2 separate regions of the Sus scrofa genome follow, and region 1 is linked to region 2. The links are chromatin contacts, called in public Hi-C maps. All regions are on one chromosome and are shown on one strand. The core of a region is the stretch at or near the end of the contact, and the rest is flanking DNA. Distances in the headings are between cores, read along the strand shown. Region 1 holds the start of CD164 (sialomucin core protein 24). Region 2 overlaps ARMC2 (armadillo repeat-containing protein 2).

Region 1 (4,222 bases), core at 724-3,223, 390 kb before region 2:
AGTGAAAGAATGCCATTTGCAGCAACATGGACAGACCTAGAGATTATCACACTAAATCAAGTCAATAGAGAAAGACAAATACTATCTGTGGCATCTAAAAATAATGCAAATGAACTTATTTACAAAACAGAACTGGACTCCAGACATAGAAAACAAATTTATGGTTACCAAAGGGGAAGGGGAGAAATAATGAAAATTACTTTGCTATACACCTGAAGCTAACACAATATTGTAAATCAATTATCGTCAATATAAAAAAACTATTTTATTAAAAAAAATTTGTTTTTGTCTTTTTAGGGCCACACCCATGGCATATGGAGGTTCTCAGGCTAGAGGATGAATCAGAGCTGTAGCTGCTGGCCTACGCCACAGCCACAGCAATGCCAGATCCAAACCACATCTGCAACCTACATGGATGCTAGTCAGATTGGTTTCTGCTCATCCACGACAGGAACTCCAAAAACTCTATTTTAGATGCCAGTCCTTGGTTTGAAATGGTGAAAATAACTTTGGAAGTCTTCCTTGACCTGGCTCAACAGATGCTGTGCTAAATAAGCTGATGCTTTTTTAGTCTTAAAAACAAGAGTGAAATGTCCCCTTACGAAGACCAACAAAAATTTGACAACTAGAGTTGAACACCCCGTGGCAAACTGTAAAACAGTGGCCTCCACAATAGCGTGTTTTCATCTTAGCATGGAGACAATCCATCCGGGTATGGGAAGAAAACAGAACTTCTATTACATTTTCAACATTAAAAAAAAAGTTGACTAGTGCCTTCATTTGGTCTGGTATCAGATGGTCATGTGCTAAATAAATACTGTGTGAGAGGAATCCTGACTGAAGAGATAGGTTTGAAGGCTGATGATGAGACCTCACTTACTTACTTGGTTGTACTCTCATGCTTTGGATGGCAAGTTGGACCAGTAAAAAAACGAGTTTCTGGCTTACATCCAAGCAATCTCTAACTAGCCTAGTTCATGGAACAAATGTTTATAGTCAGGAGGGTACACAAGCACCCCACTGATTTGATTGTAGGTTTAGGAAAGCCTTCAAGTTTAGGTAAACAAGGTAAATAGCTTACACAGTCATCTTTTGGGGGGGGGTGGATTCCATAGCGGGGTACATCTCACAAAAGCTACTGATGTTGCGTTACTTTTTCTTTTTAGGATAGGTGTGCGCAATTAAAATTAAATGATAAATACAAATAGCTGAAAACAGCTTTATAATCCAACTTTTACCATTTGATAGAAGCATGGCTGTACGCGTAAATATTTTTGTGAGACTGAGCATCAGATGGCGCTCATCCCTACTAAAAGCCTGAGCAGTGGCAGAATATTAACAGGCATTTCAAAATCCAGCCATGACGCCAAGCAATTGTGCCTTTCAGTCGAGTCACTTTTCTGAGTCTCGGTTTCTTCACCTGTAAAGTGGGGGTGGGAACAACCCAGATGGATTTCCAACTCTACCGTCTTTGATGCTTCCACTATAGCAGTGGCACGGACCGGCGGCTGCCACCGCTCACTGGCTGAAACCGCGAGAGACTCAGAAAACTCAAGGTGTGAAAGTGTGACAGAGGCAGATGGTGTGCGGCTCCGGCTGGAAAGCAGGAGAACGCTTTCAGTGTCTCAGCCGCTCACGTAGTGTGGGCGCCAGAGCAAAAACTGAACCGCGCGCGGTATCTCCATTTCCCTGGGATTTCCTAACACGAGGTCACTTACAACAAAACCCACTTTCAATGGGAAACGCGCGGGTCCTGAGAAGGATACTTATGCAAGCACCTTGGCAACGCGCGAGGGCAGTACAAACTTTATGCCTGCCCGGGTCCTGAGCGAAACGCCTGGAAACTACTTCCGCCTTGCGGTACTCGGGTCCTAGGGGCGCGGCTCCGGGGGTCACGTGGGGTATAGCCGATTCACCGCCACGACGCCGTGGCTACGTCATATAGCTTGTCCCATCCAAGACGGGGTGGGAGCCTTCTCTGTTGCCGGAACGAGAAAAGCCCAGCCGCATCCTTGTGACAGTCTCAGGGTAAAGAAAAGAATTTTATGTGTCTGTCCAGTTTCTTCGCTATATACAGTCGCTTGGAGGGACAGCTTCCTTCAGGTTTCCTCTCGATGTTCCTGTTCCCCCTCCCGTAGGATTCCAGTTGGTGTCGCCAGCGCCCCGCCTCCGCACGCCGCGGCCCTGGGGTAGCTCACGTGACCCCGGCACGCTCCCGCGGGGGGAGCGAAATCTCGAGGGCATCGCCGCAGGGGACAGAGGGACGCACGCTCCGTTGAGCACCTCATCTTTCGCTTGGACGCCAGCGCGAAGGACGCGATGTTGGGGCTCTCCCGCCAGCTTCTTTGGGCCGTCGGCTGCCTGGCCGCGCTCTGCGTGCTGACAGCGGCGAAGAACAGCACCATCCTGCCTCCGAGTACGACTACACCCTGGCTTTCACCGCCCACCACCCAGACAACCTCCGCGCCGCCGAAGACGCTCCCCACTCCAGCACCAGGTGGGCGCCGGTCCTACGGGCTTCCTACGCTCTTCTCCCGGGCGGAGCCGCCCGCGATGCCCGCGGAGCCGGGGCCCGGGCGGGCCGCGCTCAGGCAACATGGCGGCCCGTCCGAGTCCAGCCGGGACCAGGCCGAGGTGGCCGCGGTGGCCGAGGTGGGGAAGCGCCCTGGGGGGAAGGGGCGGCGGTTTCCGACCTCACAGTATCCCGCGCCGTGGTGCTGTTTAAAAGTGCCTCGTAATCCCCAGCCTGACTTCAGGCTCGGAAGAGGGGACGTGGCTTCCTTCCGCGGTGGCAGCGGTGAGGTTGATTATGGGGCGAGGCGGCCGCCTCCAAAGTTGGCGACGAGACCGAATTCCCTCTCGTTGGCGTTAGTCGTTTGTCCACCCAGGTTTTCTTTTCGAAGGCAGGCTTCTCCTGAGGTTGGCGAAAGAGGGAAAGAGACGCTGAAGACGTTAACGTTTTCTGGTGCCTCAGACCTGGGTGTGAAAAAATAAGTGGCTTGGGATTTAATTACATCGATTTTGCGGATAGGTATGGGATGTATTTGAGGTTGGAGCTTTTAATTAATTAAAGCTTAATACGCCCCATGCTATATGTGCAATGGAGGAAAAGTACCATACCCATTCGTATATCTGGTACTTCGCATATATCTCAAACTCAAAGATAGGTGGTGAAACTTAGGAGATGGAAGGAGATAAATTAACTGTGTCAAAACCCTATGTTTAGTAGTTTGAGAAGCTGAGATTCGAACCCAGGTCTCTGGATTTTCTAAAGCCCGGTCTGGAACACCTTTTATTAAGCTCTACAGACGATCTGGGAACTGGTTTAGGCATACACTAAATCTCTTAGCAGAATTTGGCAGTGCTTTGACAACACACGAGAGAGGGGGAGATAAATTTGAGGTAATAAGGTGAAGAACTTCTCTAGATATCTAAAACCTGCAGTCTAGTGTGATTGGCTGTTCTAATTAATATTGGGTGAGAAGTAACTGGCATCTTGATGGAAGAATTGCTGAAGTGTAACGATTTTTACCTTGGTATTTTTTTTTCAGGCTGATCGTGTTGTTTTACAATATCTTCCCTAGTTGTTGTGTTTTATAGGAGTTTAATGAAATACGTAATGTTATTTGTTAGATTTAGAAAGGTATGATGGTAAAATTCAAACATGTTTTGATGAGGAAAGAGAATCGCAGTACAATACTGAAATTCTTGCCACACTATTTCTAAGATGATAGAGCAGAATGTTTTGTATTTGTGCATATTGGTAGTTTGAACTGTTGGTGTGTGTGTGTGTAAAGAGAGGCTTGGAAACATGTTCATTGCATTTGTGTAATTGAAATGAATGCAAAGGAGATGATTTGTATTTTCTGTAATTGGTAGTTGGACAAACTGCAGTCTGAAGGGGAGCACATTTAGTTCATTGTAAGTAATGTTCACTCTGCTACCCAAACATTCATCATCAAGCACAAAAGATTTAAACAACTAGCATTTTTTGTCTGTATACAGACATCTGAAGAACTAATTTCTACTTTGTGACCACCTCCCCCAGTCCTCAAAGGGTGCCATGTCTCCGATAAATATGTCCAAGTCTCTGATAAATATTGAAATTCAATCCTTCTGTGCAGAACTATTTTTTAGGTACAGGGAAGGCAAATGACAACGTTTTTTGGAGGCACCTAGCTTCTAGGAAAATGGACAGAGCGCAGTTCTATAGTCCATTTGT
Region 2 (4,121 bases), core at 1,435-3,934:
ACGTTGGAATGATTATACTTTTACATATTTCAGAAATGTGAGTATAGGTTAATGTTAAACATGGAATTGTTGACTAAAGTATGTAACCTAAATTTCGATCGGTATTTCAAATTGCTCTCTAGAGGTTGCAGTAATTTATACTCCTTATATATATATATTTAAATTTTTGATCTTTTTAGGGCCACACCTGTGGCATATGGAAGTTCCAAGGTTAGGGGTCGAATCAGAGCTGCAGCTGTCAGCCAACACCATAACCACAGCAATGCCAGTTCTGAGCCGCATCTGTGACCTACACCACAGCTCACGGCAATGCTGGATCCTTTAACCCACTGAGCAAGCCCAAGGAGACCTGCATCCTCATAGATACTAGTTGGTTTCATTACTGCTGAGCCACAAGGGGAACTCCACACTCCTCATATAGTTCTTGATCATTTTTCCTCACACTTCAGAACACTCCCATTAGAAATGTATAAGTGCAGTGGAAATGAAACTGATTAGTACCCATGAGGATGTGGGTTCAAACCCTGGCCTCACTTACTGGGTTAAGTATCTGTGGCTGTGGTGTAGGCCAGCAGCTGTAGCTCTGATTTGACCCCTAGCCTGGGATCTACCATATGCTGTGGGGCCCTAAAAGGCAAAAAAAAAAAAAAAAAAAGGAAAGAAAAGAAACAAAATGAAATGTATAAGCAATGAATGGCTGTTTCTCTACCTCCTCTCCAACGCAGCCTATCATCAAACTTTTTAAGTTTTACTGAAGTATAGTTAATTTACAAGGGTGATACTTTCTGCTGTACAACAAAGTGATATGTTTAATTTTCCAATATGAAAGTCTTTATGTCATCAATTTATCAATCTGAAATTATTTTATGACTTCTGGGTTTTGTGGCATTCTTGGGCCTAACTCCATGAGTGTTTTTTTTTCTGGTACTATACTGTTGTTTTTTTTTGGGGGGGGGGGTTTCACTTACGTCTGATTTATCGTTTAGTAAAGTATGAGTTAGGACTGCAGTTTCACTTTTTCCTGACTGGCTCTCCAGTTGTATCAAGATCATTGTTTGTTTGTTTGTTTGTTTTAGCTTTTTAGGACCCCATCTGTGGCGTATGGAAATTCCCAGGAGCTGTAGCTGCTGGCCTACACCATGGCTTATGGCAGCGCTGGATCCTTAACCCACTGAGTGAGGCCAGAGCTTGAACCTACATCCTTATGGAAACTAGTTGGACTCATTAGTACTGAGCCATGACCGGAACTCCCAAGATCATTTATTTCATAATCCATTTCTCCCCCATTTGAAGCCACCTTTTATATACTAAAGCCATCAAAATGGTGTCTCTTAGGTATAAAATTAATAAAAGCCCATGAAATAGGTGTTTTGATAAAATGCATTTTAAATAAGATAGTAAAGTAAATGAAAAAAAAATTTTAAAGAAATTACTATTACATAAATAGTAATTTTTAGCCTCAAAGTTTATTTTGTTTGATAGGTATATAGTTGAATCAGAAATTCAGCAGTTAGGCTAGGAGTCATCATTTCATATAAACAGCTGCATTTATGCCAAAATGATGTTTTAAATAGCAGGAATGTGGGCTTTTTCCCTTACATTTGTTATAGGATAGACATATACATGGCCTAACCAGTGAATTTAGTGCCTCCCCTATGGTTATTAGACATTCTTGTCTTAGGTATAAGTGTAGAGTTATCAGAGTAAGAAATCACTGGCCTCTGATATAAGATTATTGGAAGCATATATAAAAATTTAGGCTTAGTTGGCAAATAGAGTGTACTTTGAATATGAATATTGAGTTCTCCTAATTAGGATTCTATTCCATTTTGTCCTGCCTGCTTAATTTTTTAAAATGTATTCTGCTCAAAAGGTTTTCATTTACTTGGACCAGATTTCTTGAATTGCTGCCACATGTCCTTCTCTCCCTCCCTCCCCCCCCCCCGCCCCCATCTTTTTCTTCTTTTAAAAGGAAAGCATCTGGTTATATCACAAAGAACTTTAGGAAGCAGTAGAGAGAGGGTGAAGTAATAGTTGTTTGTAATATATAAGCAAGGATTAATATTTGATTATTAAAGGTCGGGGGGTTGTTTGTTTCGAGACTAAATTGATAGAACATGGACCTGTAAAAAAAAAAATAAGTTGAATTATATTTTGGTTTTGTTTCTATAAGCACACTTACTGAGGGAAAAGATAGAAGCTTTAAGATTAGATTGTCAGTTTTTGTTAACCACACTACACTGTCACATAAAGTATAGAATTCTAGGTTCACTATGTCAAAAGGCAGAAAACCTTATTTTTTAATTAGTTGAGCTCCTCTAAAATATTAGCAAAGTTGATGAGATCCTATAAATTAAAAATTTAAGGAAAACTCAAAATTAATTTCTCATAGAAATTATGTCCTACGTACTTTTGTGGATTTAGAGAAGTTTAATTTTTCATAAAATTTCTGTTCTTTTGAAGTGTTATTATAGATGTAATAATAATTATACTTCTTTCACTTTAAGACATCTAGGTAGAGAATACTGTTTTTTCATTTCCTGACAAGATGAACAGGGATTGATATTTTGGTTGGTTGGGTTTTGGATGTACAAACACATTGGTCTTATTTTGTATCACTGACAATCCACAGAGTTGGCTGCTGTGTGCTGAACTTTCTGTTCTAGACTTTCTGCCAAGTACTTTATGCAAAACTCTGGTTTTAGTGAAACAGGTTTTATTGTTTTTAGTCAGAGTCATAAACTGTTGTCAGCTATGTGATGCAAACAGAGGAATTGGTATGTATATATGGCCCTGAAAACAAACCACCGAAACAAGCCTGTCTCTGTTCAACTGGCTGTTTTTCCCTTCCATTCCTGTAGCCTCAATTCATGTTGTTTACTGCTGGAGGCCTGAGATGGTGTAATTTTCTTTTCTAGGAACTTGGAATTAGAATTCCTCGACCACTAGGACACGGACCAAGTAGATTCATCCCAGAAAAGGAGGTATGTTGTTTGTAAAAGTACATAGTGAACTGTATGCTTTTAAGGAAGAGCTTTCATGACCCACTTCTTGGCATCTGAACAGCTGCTGGTCAACAATATGCAACAGAGCTGATCACAGTTAATCATCATGCTTTGGCAGTGAATCAGTGAGATTAGAAAGCTGTTATAGTCATGTTGATTTCTACTATTTTGTGATGCTTTTCTAACACCCAGATTTAATCGAGGAAAGGCAAGACTTGTTTTTGACCAGTGATGTGCCACCTGCTTATATTCAGATGTTGTTGAGGTGTGCCCATAAGCTGAGTTACTTGGTCTTGGCAAACTTGGTATCAGTGCTAGATTGGATCTTTAATACTAAATATGTAATGCTCCTATGCTTTGTTTTCACAAGAATTGTTTGCTGTTAGTTAATTTTGGTTCTCCTTAAATTAAGGGAGAGTAGGTGTTGTTTAAAGGAGAGGCATTAGTGTCTGTTTGCAGGCTCTGCAAGTTTGATCATCTAAATCTTGCTTCTTTATCTGGATTCTGGCCAAGCCTGCAAACAGCTTATCTAGATGACCTTTAATGTTTGACATTTGTTGTTTCTCCCCTACTACAAGATATGCGACTGTTTATTCTTCTGTCTTGCTACTAGTTGAGTTAAATTTGTAGAATTATAATCTTCCTTTTTTTCCCCTTTCCTGACCATACCTAGAGTTCATGGAAGTTCCTGGGCAGGGATTGAACCCAGGCCACAGCAGCAATCTGAGCTGCTGCAGTGATGCCAGATCCATAACCCACTAAGCCATAAGAGAACCCCTAACTTCTTTTTCTTAAGCTCATTTTATTTTTTTATGGCCACACCCATATAATATGGAAGATCCCTGGCCAGGGAATTGAATCTGAGCTGTATCTGAGAACTGCCTTGCAGTTGCAGCAACTCCAGATCCTTTAACCTACTGAACTGGGCTGGGTGTCCAACCCACACCTCCACAGAGACCTGAGCAGCTGCAGTCAGAGTCTTATCCCACTGTGCCAAAGTGGAAACTCCTCTTAAGCCAATTTTAATCTGCTTCTACAGTCCTCTGCTCTACCAGCTGAGTTATCAAAGAGCGCTAATCTGCCTCTAAATGACACTTAGAATGCAGTGCATGCATA

The links. A called contact is a pair of places that touch in the nucleus more often than the background predicts.
Region 1: a contact with region 2 is called in a Hi-C map of heart right ventricle, with 3 times the contacts expected there. The contact joins the promoter of CD164 here to the enhancer-like site in region 2. A contact is called at or near these places in 1 of 5 promoter capture datasets (liver), 1 of 47 Hi-C or Micro-C datasets (heart right ventricle) and 2 of 2 datasets of contacts at active chromatin or transcription factors (alveolar macrophages and skeletal muscle).

Annotation. Positions count from the first base shown.
Region 1 is chr1:75,455,891-75,460,112 of Sscrofa11.1, reverse strand. CD164 (sialomucin core protein 24) reads left to right here and starts at 1,973. Exons shown (of 7, transcript XM_001924626.5): 1 at 1,973-2,028; 2 at 2,139-2,497. The coding sequence starts at 2,320. LOC102164525 (a long non-coding RNA gene) reads right to left here and starts at 1,869. Exons shown (of 4, transcript XR_300811.3): 1 at 1,779-1,869.
Region 2 is chr1:75,069,579-75,073,699 of Sscrofa11.1, reverse strand. The region is part of intron 18 of ARMC2 (armadillo repeat-containing protein 2); the gene reads right to left. SESN1 (sestrin-1) reads left to right here. Exons shown (of 10, transcript XM_021090855.1): 2 at 2,919-2,984. Among named protein-coding and RNA genes, the nearest start is that of SESN1, 99 kb to the left of the region's middle. Within about 2 kb of position 2,684, at least 19 of the 83 cell types and tissues checked have an H3K27ac peak or open chromatin away from gene starts, as enhancers often do. A contact at or near this core is called in liver and skeletal muscle, where this site is marked.